Linked DNA regions of Oryctolagus cuniculus: region 1 is linked to region 2. A link is a contact called in public Hi-C data. All regions are on one chromosome and are shown on one strand. Each heading gives the region's core, a stretch centred on a gene start, on an enhancer-like site or on the middle of the called end of the contact. The rest is flanking DNA. Distances are from core to core; before and after follow the strand shown.

Region 1 (6,503 bases), core at 3,832-6,331, 790 kb after region 2:
TATCCCATGGTCGGGACTTTCCAGAGGAGTTGAGAATGTTGTAAACAACAAGATGGTGCCGAGGACCGTGCGGTGAGCCTGCCTGCTACGTGACACCTCATCTGATTGGCCCGAGGACGCGTGCACACTGCATGAACAGACAGGGGATTGGAGTGTTCCGTGCATGGACTTGAGCCCGCTTACAATTGGCCGGATTTTGTATATAAGCTGTGTGCTGAGGAAGGAGGGGGCTTTTCTGTCCACTCTCCTCCCTTCATTCTTTCTCTGTCACTGTTATTTTCTCATTAAAAGTCTACTGAAGACCGATAAGCTGCGAACAGTGTCGTTCCTTTGCGGGCAAGGGAGCGGCAAGATAGAACTGCCAAGGCCCTATTTTCAGTCTCAGCTAATTTACTTGTATACATTTCATTTTGACTTCAAACTTCATAGGGATAATTGCCTTCCATAGAAATAAAGAAGTCCCACCTAAGAAGAAAAAAAGGCATAAAAAGTCAAATAATTTTTCACCTTGTTTTAAGGTATTCTAGATAATAATGATTTATGGTTTCTGAGACAGCTTACATGATAATCTTTGATCAATCTCCAAATAGTTACCAAAAAAAGCATGAGTTTTTGCAAACAACATTGCCAATGGTGAGTCTCCAAAACAAGCATCTGTGAGTGTTTGAAAAAATGTATCTGCAAACCTCTTAGAGAATATGAATGAGTATCAGCAATAGCTCACAGTTGCCCGAATTCAATTAAAAAGGAGTGTTTCCTTCAAGTTTCCGGAAGTATCTGTGTTTTCTTTGGTGTTTGGGAAGCAGTACCAAGCCTTGGCATTGTGACTAAGTTGAAAAAGATTTCTGCGTGTGTTCCACTTTGTCAAAAATAAAGGGAAAGAAGATTAACTAGTATTTCAGGTTATTCATTATCATTTCTATTATCAACATGGCTTCTAAGTGATCTTAATTGTAAATACTAGATATGTAAAAATGGTTTTAATTAAAATGAAAAGTTATCAATTCATCAATCATTTCTTAGAATAAATAAATGTCATCATACTGTGTTCTCTAACACAAGATCAATTCAACAAAGCAAGTGGTGTGGTCAACACCAAAGTTAAGGCATATGAAATATACGAGATCCATGCATGAAAAGGCTATTCAAGCAAGTAGATCCAGGAAAGAATACACAAGAACATGGAGCCATGATTCTCTTACAATCATAAAACCATTTATAGTTTCTTTCATGGGAGTAGTGTTCTACGGTACTCATTTTCGGAAACATTACAATTTCTCAGTGTTTACACAATGCCCATATTAGTGGGTACAAAACAACATCAAAGAGTAACATCCTGAAATACCATCAAGAATATCACAGTCTAAATGCGCAGCTACTGCTAGATTCCTAACAGAGAAAAATTTTTCCTGTTATAAGGATATTAAAATCCCTGCTGTTGTCATACATAGCTTGCTGAGAATTCAGTCCCTAGAGTGAGTGCAACACAGTATATTCCATTTGGAGAGACAGCAAATAGCTCAGCCAGAATTCTATGAAGCATTTTGGAGGGAGGCAGTACCTTCTATAGAGTAGTAATTAGACTAAGTTCTCAGGGGCTATGCTTTGAGGAGATCAGAGCTGGGCAGCAGGTGGATTCCCAGGCCAGGCAAAAAGCTCAGGAACAAAATGTGTCTTCAACAGAAAGTCATGCCAGTTCACCACAGAGATGCCCCTTAATACTTTTCAGTAGGGGTGGATAGAACAGTCCTCTGCAGTCCATGATATATGCAAATATACTTCCAAAGGTTCTGGAAAAAGGAATTAGATTGTAAGTCTATTTTGGAGCAAAAAATTTTAATGCAGCATAGTTTTTGCATAATACATATTTCCATTAAATTTTAAAGACCCTTCATATGAATGAATTTCAAACTTTTAAGTAATATTTAAATTTCATATTCATGAGCATTTTGAAGCACCCTTAAATACATGTGGAACACAATGGACCTCATTCTCATCAGTATTTAGAGTTAGTCAATTCCTTGTGTTAATTTTATAAAATTAGAATTAATGACTGTGGCCAAAAATTCCTGAACCAGAGTAAAAGTTTACCCAATAAGCACAGAAAGAAGTCTGTCCAGACTGCACAAGATCACATCAGCAGTAACTCCATCACTAGTAACACTGAAGTGATTTATCTCAAATCCTCACCCCAGGTTCCAGCTGAGAAAAAGGGGGTGGGGGACAAATATTACATGGGTGAGATTTTATTACAAGGAGGGGGAGGATTCTGTCTCCCCTAAGTGCTCTCTAAAGGTCATAATCTCATAAAGAGATCAAGGCTCAGGAAGACAAGCCAGTAGGATCCTATTTCTAAATCAGTCTCTGTTTTACTGTCTATGGCTTACTATAACTTTTATCTCAGTTTAACAGATTGAGATAACATCCATTCTGCATACCTTCTAGAGTTATTATAAAAACAAATAACACATGAAATGTTACTTTTTAAAAAGTATGTAAAAATGCGACATGAAAATTTTAAGATCAATTTCTTCCATTGACATCTACGGAAAGTCAAATATCAGCAAAAATGTAACTGAATCTCCTATGATGATATTTTCCTGACTAGTAGTCTCCAGCACAGACTTCTTATCTGCCAATGTCTAGTGAGACACATGTCTAGTGAAACATACTGAGCTAGGAGAAAAGAAATATTCAATATGGCAACGACAACATAAACAGATTTGCTCATCCTTCCTTTACATTACACATCATCATCATCGTTATCAATCTCTAGAATAAAGAATTGAAGTAGCAATGATTAGCATGGCAGAGTTCTCTGCCTTTTTCAGATGGAATGCCTACAGGTGAGAACTGCAAGGCAAGGTGTCTTGAGTTTACTTTGGAAAATACTCTAAATCTGGCCACAGACGGAAATGATGAAAGGAAAATAAACTTCAAGAGCTTAAGTTAGAAATCATTAACTGAATGAACTTATAGTGGACTGCATTTTTATATCATTGAAAAAATATCAACCTAAGAGAGTAATTAAATGTTTTGTTGTTGTTTTGTTTTTCTTTCCTCAAAACTTCTTTGAAATATCCCATAATTTGAACTCCAAATTCTCTTTAAATTCTATCTCCCATACTTACCTTCTTGGTTTTTCTGGGAGGGACTTTATATCATATATTCATTTTGAAGCAATGTTTTCTTGCATAAACGCTAACTTTATAGTGCTTTCCAGTTGTGAAATGCATAATCACTCTTCATTTGCTTTTCAAAATTCTGATCTGTTGAATTCTGGAAACAACTTCAATTTTTTTTCACATTTTTCAGCTTTTTCCCAAATTTAAAGTGTAATGCATGATATTTCACCACGCCACTCTGACTGCTCCTATTATTATAGGAGGAAGCATTCACAAGCGACAAAATCATCACAATTATCGCACAGACACCTGCTGGGTGTCAAGTCTGGTTTAAAAGCTTCCGTAGATGTCATGCCAGTGGTGTGCCCAGGTGGGTGGGAAGTTTTACTGTTCTGATTTACAAACGGAGCCAACAAGGACTACAGACATTAAGGAATCTGCCCAAGAGCATATGCAAAGAGGTAAACGATGAAGCGGCAAGCTGTCTGACTTCAAAAACTTACACTGAACACCATCTGATTTGCTAAGCAGCAATTGTCGGCAGCAGATGTGTTAAAGGAGCAAATAGGAAGCTCAAGAGCCTTGTCAAGCAGATTTGGTGGGTTTGGGAATACCAAAGGGACTTAAGCCAACATTCATTTAAAAAGAAACTGATCTTTTAGCGATATTACAAATTTCTTCCCCTTTCTCCCTCCCTTCTTTTTTAACCTTTCGTATACCAATAAACAGTTGCCATGAAACCAAGGTTGGATGCCCACTCCTTAATCACTGAGTTGGAAACACCTACAAATGTTCACAGGGATCTGTGTGACTACCGTAGTGTGGAGAAGCACTCGACCTTGGCAAGCTCTGTAAGAGCAGAGCTGTTTTAACGTCTTAACGGCGAAGGCATCCAGGCTCCCAGAAGTGAGCTGGTCACACAGGTGGCGCGCAGTCAGTCCAGGTGTGCCTACTGGGTGTGGTGCACTCTAGATGGCAAAGGTAAGCCCACCTTTGGGGCTGGCGCCTTCCCTAGCGGTCGGGAAGCAGATCCTCCTACTCCGCCCCCTACCTCTCCGCAGCTGGAAGCAGCTGCGAGCGGTTTGGCCAAGGGGCTTGTCTGCAGCTCCGCGGAGGAGAGGGCGTCCGCGCCGCCGGTCACTGGGTCGAAGGGCAGGCCGAGGACGGTGAGCACCGGGCGCTGTTTCCTCTGGCCAAGCTCTGGGACCCCGCGCGCAGCAGTGGGCGCCGCTCCTCCCACGGGGGCGGTTCCCAGACGGGTGTGTGTGGGTGTCGAGCGTCTTCCCTCCTTCTCCAGAAGGTACTAAGTTTGCTTCTGAGGAGGCACCTGCGGGACGGCGCGGGGCGGGTGGTGGCGAGTTTCATACTCCGGGTTGAAAATGGCGGGGAAAGAAAGGGTAGCTGGCTTCCGGGGAGTTGCTGCTGCAGCCAGAAACGCGGGACGCGTGGGGCTCGGGCATCCCGGATCTTTACCGGTGCAAACGGGGCTGAAATAAGAGGCACTGGCCACTGGTTCGCGTTTTCACCAAGGAGTCAGGACGAGAAGAGTCCGACACACTTCCCCTTGGACGTATTTTCCCTCTCAGGAGTGTTCCTGATTGGTGCCTTTGGGCAGCTTTCGTGCATCTGCCACAGTCTCTGATGGGCAGCTTTCTTCCTCTTGAAGTGTTCCTGAGCCACGTGAACTGTGCAAGGTTATCTGAACTCCTTGGATGCTTCAAGGCAGTTGGTAACCATCCTGGAGCTGAGGAGAGCTGGTGGAAAATGGGCTCTGTTTGAATCAGCCTGGGGCTTCTTAGAGTGATCCAGAAGAGCTTTGTTAAAGCAATTACTTTGGCAATGAAAGTACAATGTGCATCTTAAAGAGGTTTTGCCCTAAGGCCTAATATCTCTATTTGGGGTGGTTTCTTCTTCTTAAAAGGCCACTGAAGGTACTACTTTAGAAATCAGGCATAAGCATGAAATCATCTGGACTTGAGGCATGCACAGGCATTTCAGTGAATTTAGCTCAGTGCTAATTGGTGTTGATGGGGAGGGGGTGGTATTCAGTGCAGGTTTTCTACTGTTTTTAATATTGAATTTTGTACTCAGAGAAGAGCTTTGCTCAGTATAACTTAGTGGGTAGAGATGTCTGGAGTGGAGCTGACTGGTTGGATAGGACTGGGTTGGGTTGATGGTCCTCTATTTGGGTGTCATTTGGATCTTGACATACGTTTAATGTCACAGTTGGGTTGGCCTTTTGCAGAGCACATTTGCCTTCATCCATTGTCCTGTGGCTTTGACAAGATAATTGCAAGCGCAATATTGCTTGACTGTTAGCTAACACAGGTTGTTAAACTGCACAAAGCAATCCGATTCCAAGAAAAGACTTTTTCTAGCCTGGTGCATAAAGTACCGTCAATGCAGAGGCCACCTAATGTTTCTGAAATATTAACATGGATTGTTAAGCAGAGATTCAACAGGGGAGGTAAAATGACAAGGCACTTTCAAGAAGACACAGCGACTGCCCTATAGGTCCAAGATGCTGTGAGTGAACCAACTTCAATTTTTGGAATCAGCTGGGTTTTTCTCAAATACCAGCAATGCATTTTGTTATTTAATAAATTGTATATTAAGTTGGTATTGCTCTATAATAAGTCCAGTATATTTTTTGAGAGGGAAGCCTATAGCGCTTAACACAGTGATGGGCTAAATTTGTAAAGTACAGCAGTTATCCTACCAGGCCTTCAAAGTCCCTAGCTCTCCCTGTGTAGCACCTTTGGAAGCCCATTAGACATGAGGACTCTGGACAGTGTCTGGTCAAAAGTCCTAGCTCTCACTCTACAAAGGATGGGAAGTGCTCCAGTGCCCTAGAGAAGCCCAGAAGACTGTGTTCCACCACACTCCCTGCCCCATGGTAACAACTGAGGAGAAACAAAGGCTATCACTTACCCTCAGCGTCAAATTTACTCATCCTCAATCCCTTGTGCATTTATTTTTAGCATTCTGATCCTCAAAAGTGAAAACGCATACAGGACTTGATGAAGGCTAGAGATGGAGAAAGAGGACGGCTCTTCTGTGTCTCAGGGTTGAAGAACAGAAAAGAAAGAACTTTTGTCAAGAGCCTACTCTGCTTTCACTAATGCTCAAGTGCGTCATTTCACTAAATCCTCAGAAGAACCGTATAAGGTAGGGAGTATAATTCTATCATGGGACAACTGTGGCTGCAAGATGTTGGTGATACCTGAAGTCACACAGACATATAGTGACAGAGATAAGGTTAGGCCCTGGTTGTTGAACTCTGGGAAGCCAAGTGTGGTTTACTTGTGAAAGCTGCTGAGAAGAGCTGGAGCAGCTCTGTCCTCCTTCAGATTCCCTGAGAAGGATGAGCTGAGGCTA
Region 2 (6,831 bases), core at 1,873-4,372:
ATTCTTCAACTGTAGAATTTTTCCTGGATAAATTTTCAAGTTTCCTTTTCAGGATGTATTTTAGTATCAATTCCAAGAAACTGTGTTCACATTTTAGTTGAGTTAGTGCATTTATTTTGTAGATTAAGTTATTGAGAATTGATGTTTCTACCAAACCAAGCTTTTCCATCTCAAAAGCAAAGCATTTCATTTCATTTATTCAATGTCATTCAGCAGTGTTTTTTTGTTTTTAAATATTTATTTATTTATTTGAAAGAGTTACACACAGAGAGAAGAAGAGGCAGAGAGAGAGGGAGATCTTCCATCCACTGGTTCACTTCCCAATTGGCCACAATGGCCAGAGCTGCGCCGATCCAAAGCCAGGAGCCAGGAGCTTCTTCCAGGTCTCCCATGTGTATGCAGGGTCCCAAGGACTTGAGCCATCTTCTACGGCTATCCCAGGCCATAGCAGAGAGCTGGATTGGAAGTGCAGCAGCCAGGACTCGAACTGGCACCCATATGAGATGTCGGCGCTGCAGACAGTGGCTTAACCCACTGTGCCGCAGCACTGGCCCCCAGCAGTGTTTAAAAACTTTCTTCATGTAGATGCCACTTGCTTTCAGTTTCTAATGACTGTTACAGAAATGATATTTTATTTACTCATATATATTTTAACAAACAATTTTGTGTATATATCTTTAATTATTGATTTTTTGAGACTACCATTTTTCAGAATTATCTTACTATTTCAATAGTTTTTAGTCCTTGGTTTCCAAATGAATGTTCATTTCATCTACAGTTAGTAATTTCAGTAGTCTCTTTCCAGGATTTATCTTTTATTATTTTCAAGGTCTGATTCCATTTTCTAGAACTTTGACAGGCTGATGTGAACAGTCGATTTGTTCCTAATTTGAACTGATATACTTCTAACATTTTACTAGTAAGCATAGTTTAAGATAGATACTCATCTCTACCCATGAGGATTGAATATAGCCTTTTGTCAAATTTCATTGCCTAGTCCTGACCATATATATGTTCTTTCTCCTTTGACTTATCATAAAACATTAAAATAAGTATATTTATAAGTATAATAATCTTACATGTGCGGATGGATTATACTTAGTTTTGTGTTCTTTTAATGCATTGATGAATTTTCTAAAGTCCTTCACTGTTTGGATTAATATTCACAAGAGACAATTTTCTATTGGATTATTTTTTTCTGCTTTGCCAGGTTTTAATATCAATGTCAGTACACTGTAAAATTAATTTTCACTGTTCTATTTTGTCTTCCTAAGTCTCTCAAAAGTTTAGAATTTATTTATCTTTAAATATTTTAAAGCCAAGCTGCTAGATCACTTCTGGAATAAACTTCGTAACAATATCTTGCTAGAATATCATCAATTCCAAATAGCTTTTTAAGTGGAATGTTTTGAATTTTACAAAGAACCCTTTCCTGATCCTTTTCAATTATGGTATATTCCTCTTATATTCTTTTAATTTGTATTAATTTTTATTGCCAAATGACTAATTTTGCATCTTGTGCTATACTGTTTATTGTGCTATGTCCACCACAGCTATTTTAACAGATAATAGATATTCTTTCTTTATTTTATTTTATTTATTTGAAAGACTGAGTCATGGAGAGATACAGAGGGGGAAAGTGAGAGATCTTCCATCCCCTGGTTCATTCCCCAAATGGCCTCAACAGCCGGGGCGAGGACAGGCTGAAGCCAGGAGCCAGGAACTTCATCCAGGTCTCCCACTTGAATTCAGGGCTCCAATCCCTTGAACCATCTTCCACACCTTTCCCAGGCCATTAGCAGGGAGCTGGATCAGCAGTAGAGTAGCCAAGACTCAGCTGGCATCTATATGGGACACCAGCATCTCAGGTAGTGGCTTTACGCATATGCTACAACACCAGCCCCCAGATAATATATTCTAAGCTTGTGGACCTGTGATCTCTGTCACAGCTGTTCATCCAGCTATCCTGTCATAACTCAATTAAGCTACAGATAATATGTCACAAATCTATATGGCCTTGTATAACAGATAGTATAAAACAGTTTGTTGTAGCATCTTTTACCATCTCATAATCTAGCCAACGATAACATTGTCTATTGTTGTTTAATTTCTTCCTTTAAAATAAAAGTGTTCATATTTAACAGTTTCACAGTTTTCAAATCAGCAGGTTTTATTATGATGCTGGTAGGTCATTCCAGTTCTTTCCTTCAGACTTTTGTAACTTCTTGAGTTAGATGCTTCAATCACTCTTACAGTCTTATTTAGATGAGTGTTTCACTCGTGTTGTTTATGAAAGCACAGATTTATTTTATTCGGTTGTTTTTCATCTCATGCAGTCCACCATTCCATCTCACCCTGAATGTTCTAATAGTGGGATCTAACAGGTCTCCCCTTTCTCCATCCTGCTTAGAAACCTTCAGTGGCTCCCCATTTATTCAGAATAACAGCCAAATTCTTTATAATTGATCATTTCAAAGTCCTGACAAAAACTGCATCTGTTCTCCACCTTCTTATTGCCTAGCCTAAGGCACAAGCAATAACTCTCTTCATTCTCTTTTCTCTGTAATATATTCAGTGCACCCAGGCAGGGATTAGCCTGAAACAACTGCAGCTCCTTTTCCTTCATATTCTGCTCATCCTCCTGTGTAGGCACCTACCCAGTGTTGGTTTCTTGACAGCCCACTTTCACCTTGGCTTTGTGTGATCTCTGTCTCCCCATCTCCATCTTTTCACCCAGTCATGGTTTTGGCACAATTGTGAAGTTCCCTCTCTCTGAACAACAAATATGATACTTCTTAAAATTTTTTATTACTCCCTTACCATCTATGCTTGAGACAAAATAAATCTTGACCTTTATGGCTTAGTTTTCTTGTATGTACTCCATAACCTCTGAGCGTAATGCCTTACAGACAACGTTTTCTCTTTCAGTCATCCTGGCATCTGTGTGTGTTTATTTGCTGCCTACCTTCTCCATTTAACGGTGTTAACACCCACATTTCACATTTTCAGTAAAAACTTACTTGATAAAACTAGCAAACCATTGATTCATTCATTCAGCAAACGTGTAGTAAGTGCAAGCTATACAGGAGGCACCCTGTTGGGTGCAAGTTAGTACATGCAAACTGTAAGATCATTGTCATAAGAGATCATGTCATTAGTTACAGAGTGTAATGTTTATCCACATGCCTCTAATATAAACACCTCACTTTTTTTTATAAATCACTTGCATGAGTCTGTCTTCCATATACAAATGATCTATTATTTTTTAACTTTTATTTAATGAATATAAATTTCCAAAGTACAGCTTATGGATTACAATGGCTCCCCCCCCCCATAACTTCCCTCCCACCCGCAACCCTCCCCTTTCCCTCTCCCTCCCCCCTTCCATTCACATCAAGATTCATTTTCAATTCTCTCTATACACAGAAGATCAGTTTAGCATATATTAAGTAAAGATTTCAACAGTTTGCACCCACATAGAAACACAAAGTGAAAAATACTGTTTGAGTACTAGTTATAGCATTAAATCACCATGTACAGCACATTAAGGACAGAGATCCTACATGAGGAGTAAGTGCACAGTGACTCCTGTTGTTGACTTAACAAATTGACACTCTTGTTTATGGCATCAGTAATCACCCTAGGCTCTTGTCATGAGTTGCCAAGGCTATGGAAGCCGTTTGAGTTCACCAACTCTGACAAATGATCTATATTTTTGGATAATTTGTGAATTATTCAAAGCTCAGATTTTGCCTTAACTTTCTTTGTATTCTTAAACAAATGAAAAAAAAATACATGTTTCCCATTTAAGTGACCTCTTAGTTTGTCACAGAGACTAGAGGATTGCACCCTGTTGATGGCCACTGTAGCTGATTGTGGAACCCACCAGGACAGAGTGGGAGATACTCTCCACACTCTAGACCCACCTGCTACCTTTGAAAATTCTTCCCCACAGTTACATCCTCTCTGTGTGTACCCTCTCACTGTTTCATTGGTGCCACAGCAAGCCCAGTCACGTCCTACCAGAATCCACACAATCAAACACATCAAGATATCCCAGTTTAGGGGACCCACAGACCGTTTAGACGTGTTTCTTCACCTGAAACGCACAGCAGTCCAGCTATCTGATTTGTTAGAACGTCTTCTCCAAGCAGTATTCTTTAGTTTCTCCTGTTAGATCTAAGTCTCCACTCCTGAATGACACAGAAGAAGTGGAGCATCTGAAATGTTTCTCTTCTCCCTATCCTTGGTCTCTAAAGAGCTCAGTTAGAGCTTAGCAAGTTCTCCACAACAGACTTTACCCCAGAGTTGTCCCATATTTACAAGTGCTGCTTTATGAAGATTGACAATAACAGTATCTCTTATCTAAAAAGAAAGGTAAGGCAGTTTGGATCCAATTATGGTTGGTCATGGGTCTGACTATAAAATGATTTCTGACAGGCTGACCACAGTACGCTACAATAAAGAAAGAATGTTCTCCCCTTGAAAACTTGAAGAATACACTCTTTTGTTGAGTACACATACACAGTTGTGCCTCAGTCTCTGTGGGAGGATTGGTTCCAGGACCCCTCCTCAAATATCCAAACTTGGGACGCCCAGGTTCCATATATAAAATTATGTTGTATTTGCATATAATTTTTGTACACTCTCCCGAATAGTTTAAATCAACTCCAAGTTACTTATAATAACCAATACAGTGTATTTGCTGTGTGAATGGGTGTTAGATTGTTTTGTTTAGGGAAAAATGACAAGGGGGGGAAAGCCATACATGTTCAGTTCTGGTGGATTTTTTTCCAGTATTTTCAGTCTGTTCTTGATTGGATCCATGGATACAGAACTAACATGTGGAGCTTGACTTGCGTTTTCTTTTGTCTTCTAAAAAACTAAAAAAAAAGTGTAAGTTGTTATTTAACGAATGGCCACTAGATGGTGTGGTTTGTTAATGTATTACCTTTGGTTTTAGGATTACAGCAAATTTCATGGAGTACTATTTTCTTTTTTTTTATAAGCTGATTTTAATTTAAAAAAGATTTGTTTGTTTGAAGGTATATTTACAGAGAGAGAGAGGAGAGACAGTGAGAGAGAGATCTTCCATCCACTGGTTCATTCCCCAAATGGCCACAACCGCTAGGAGTGTGCTAGGCCAGAAGCTTCCTGCAGGTCTCCCACATAGGTGCAGAGTCCTAGGAACTTGGACCATCCTCTGCTACTTTCCCAGGTGCATTAGCAGGGAGCTGGGTAGGAAGTGGAGCAGTCAGGACTCAAACCTGCGCCCATATGGAATGCTGGCCCTGCAGGTGGCTTAACCCACTGTGCCACAGCACCAGCCCCAAGTACTATTTTCTTAAATCATTTTCTTAGTTCATTATTATTAACTTATTAGTTTTAAATTTTAAGTGGCCTGAAAGATAATGTAGCACTTTCTGGGCTGGAACTCTAGCCCCTTGAAATGACTCAGCTAAAACAGTGCCCCTTATGTAAAAAATGTGAAAAAAAAATCAAAAAGAGCTCTTATATTGCTGATAATGAGATTATAGAGCAGTAGCAAATAAGCACAATACATGAAGCCCAGGCAGGAGCTTTGATTTTGTAGACACTTTCTAAAATATTAATTTATGATCTTTAATTTTTGCAGAAAATGTTTATCCATTGTATAGTGAGTCTTCCATGAATTTTGTAAGATCTTTTGCAATAGCAGGAAAACCAGATGCCACATTTGAGCTCAGATGAGGCCAAAGACCGGGTACCAGAAGTCAAGTTAATATACTCAGGGCAGTTGTAAAGTTCAGCTAAGATGATGGTCAGTGCCTTCCCATCAGTGATCACAGGAACACTGATGAAGGTAAAGAGTGTTGAGTTTGTTGACTCATTGCAAACAAGGGGCATAATAGGGAACCATGGGAGCTCACTGTGAGAGGGGAGAGCTTTCTAGGTAGTAGATGACACAGGAGGGTGTGGCTTTGTCAGAAGAGAGACTTAGAGAAAAAGCTGGTTGTTGCGGCTCATGAGGTTACAGATTGATTTTTGTAGGGCCTTGCATTGTAAGAACTCTTTTACTCTGAAGGAGTTGAGAAGTCACCAAGATTTATGCTCTTTTTTCCCCATTTATTTAAAGGCAGAGTGACAGAGAGAGGTAGAGACAGATCTTCCACTTGGGCACTCCCCAAATGGCGCAATGTCTGGGGCTGGGCCACAGTGAAGCCAGGAGCTTGGAGCTCCATCTAGGTCCCCCGTGTGGCCATCTTCCACTATATTACCAAGTGAATTAGCAGGGAACTGGATAGAAAGTGAGCAGCAGAGACTCGAACCTGTGCTCAGATGGGATGACAGTGTTGCCAGCAACAACTTAATGCTCTGTGCCACAACAGCAGCCCCAATTTAAGCTCCTTTTAATAGGGTATTTTTAGAAGGATAAGAAACAGGTAACAATGCTTAATTGTAAGGACCACTTGGCTAAAAAAGATACTTCTTTTCATTTAATTCTTTTCATATTTGTGTCTTGTTCACATATTGTTTTTTTTTAAATGACATAATTTTATTGTTTAAAGCATTATATAGTAATAGTTGATATTTTAAAATGTTTATGATAATTTTAAGCTTTCTTTGATAAATTCATTCGACAGAAATACTCAATGCAATCGCTTTTAAATGCTAAATAACACTCTTTTATGTTTTGTTGATTCTACCCTAGGTGCAAAAGTCAAGAAATAAGCAAGTACGAGAATTATTCCCAGATGGTTTTAGTATTCATCATGCAGGAATGCTCCGGCAGGATAGAAATTTGGTTGAAAACTTATTTTCTAATGGGCATATCAAAGTCCTGGTCTGTAC

Evidence for each region. Hi-C and Micro-C count contacts between places; a contact is called where the count stands out from the background.
Region 1: a Hi-C map of embryonic fibroblasts shows a contact between it and region 2, with 5 times the contacts expected there. The contact joins two enhancer-like sites. A contact is called at or near these places in 5 of 6 Hi-C or Micro-C datasets (ear pinna, embryonic fibroblasts, psoas muscle and 2 more).

Annotation. Positions count from the first base shown.
Region 1 is chr5:71,721,215-71,727,717 of mOryCun1.1, forward strand. No RefSeq gene overlaps it. Among named protein-coding and RNA genes, the nearest start is that of MCHR2, 40 kb to the right of the region's middle. Within about 2 kb of position 5,082, at least 1 of the 8 cell types and tissues checked has an H3K27ac peak or open chromatin away from gene starts, as enhancers often do.
Region 2 is chr5:70,933,504-70,940,334 of mOryCun1.1, forward strand. It overlaps ASCC3 (activating signal cointegrator 1 complex subunit 3), which reads left to right. Exons shown (of 42, transcript XM_002714874.5): 15 at 6,692-6,831. Among named protein-coding and RNA genes, the nearest start is that of ASCC3, 190 kb to the left of the region's middle. Within about 2 kb of position 3,123, at least 1 of the 8 cell types and tissues checked has an H3K27ac peak or open chromatin away from gene starts, as enhancers often do.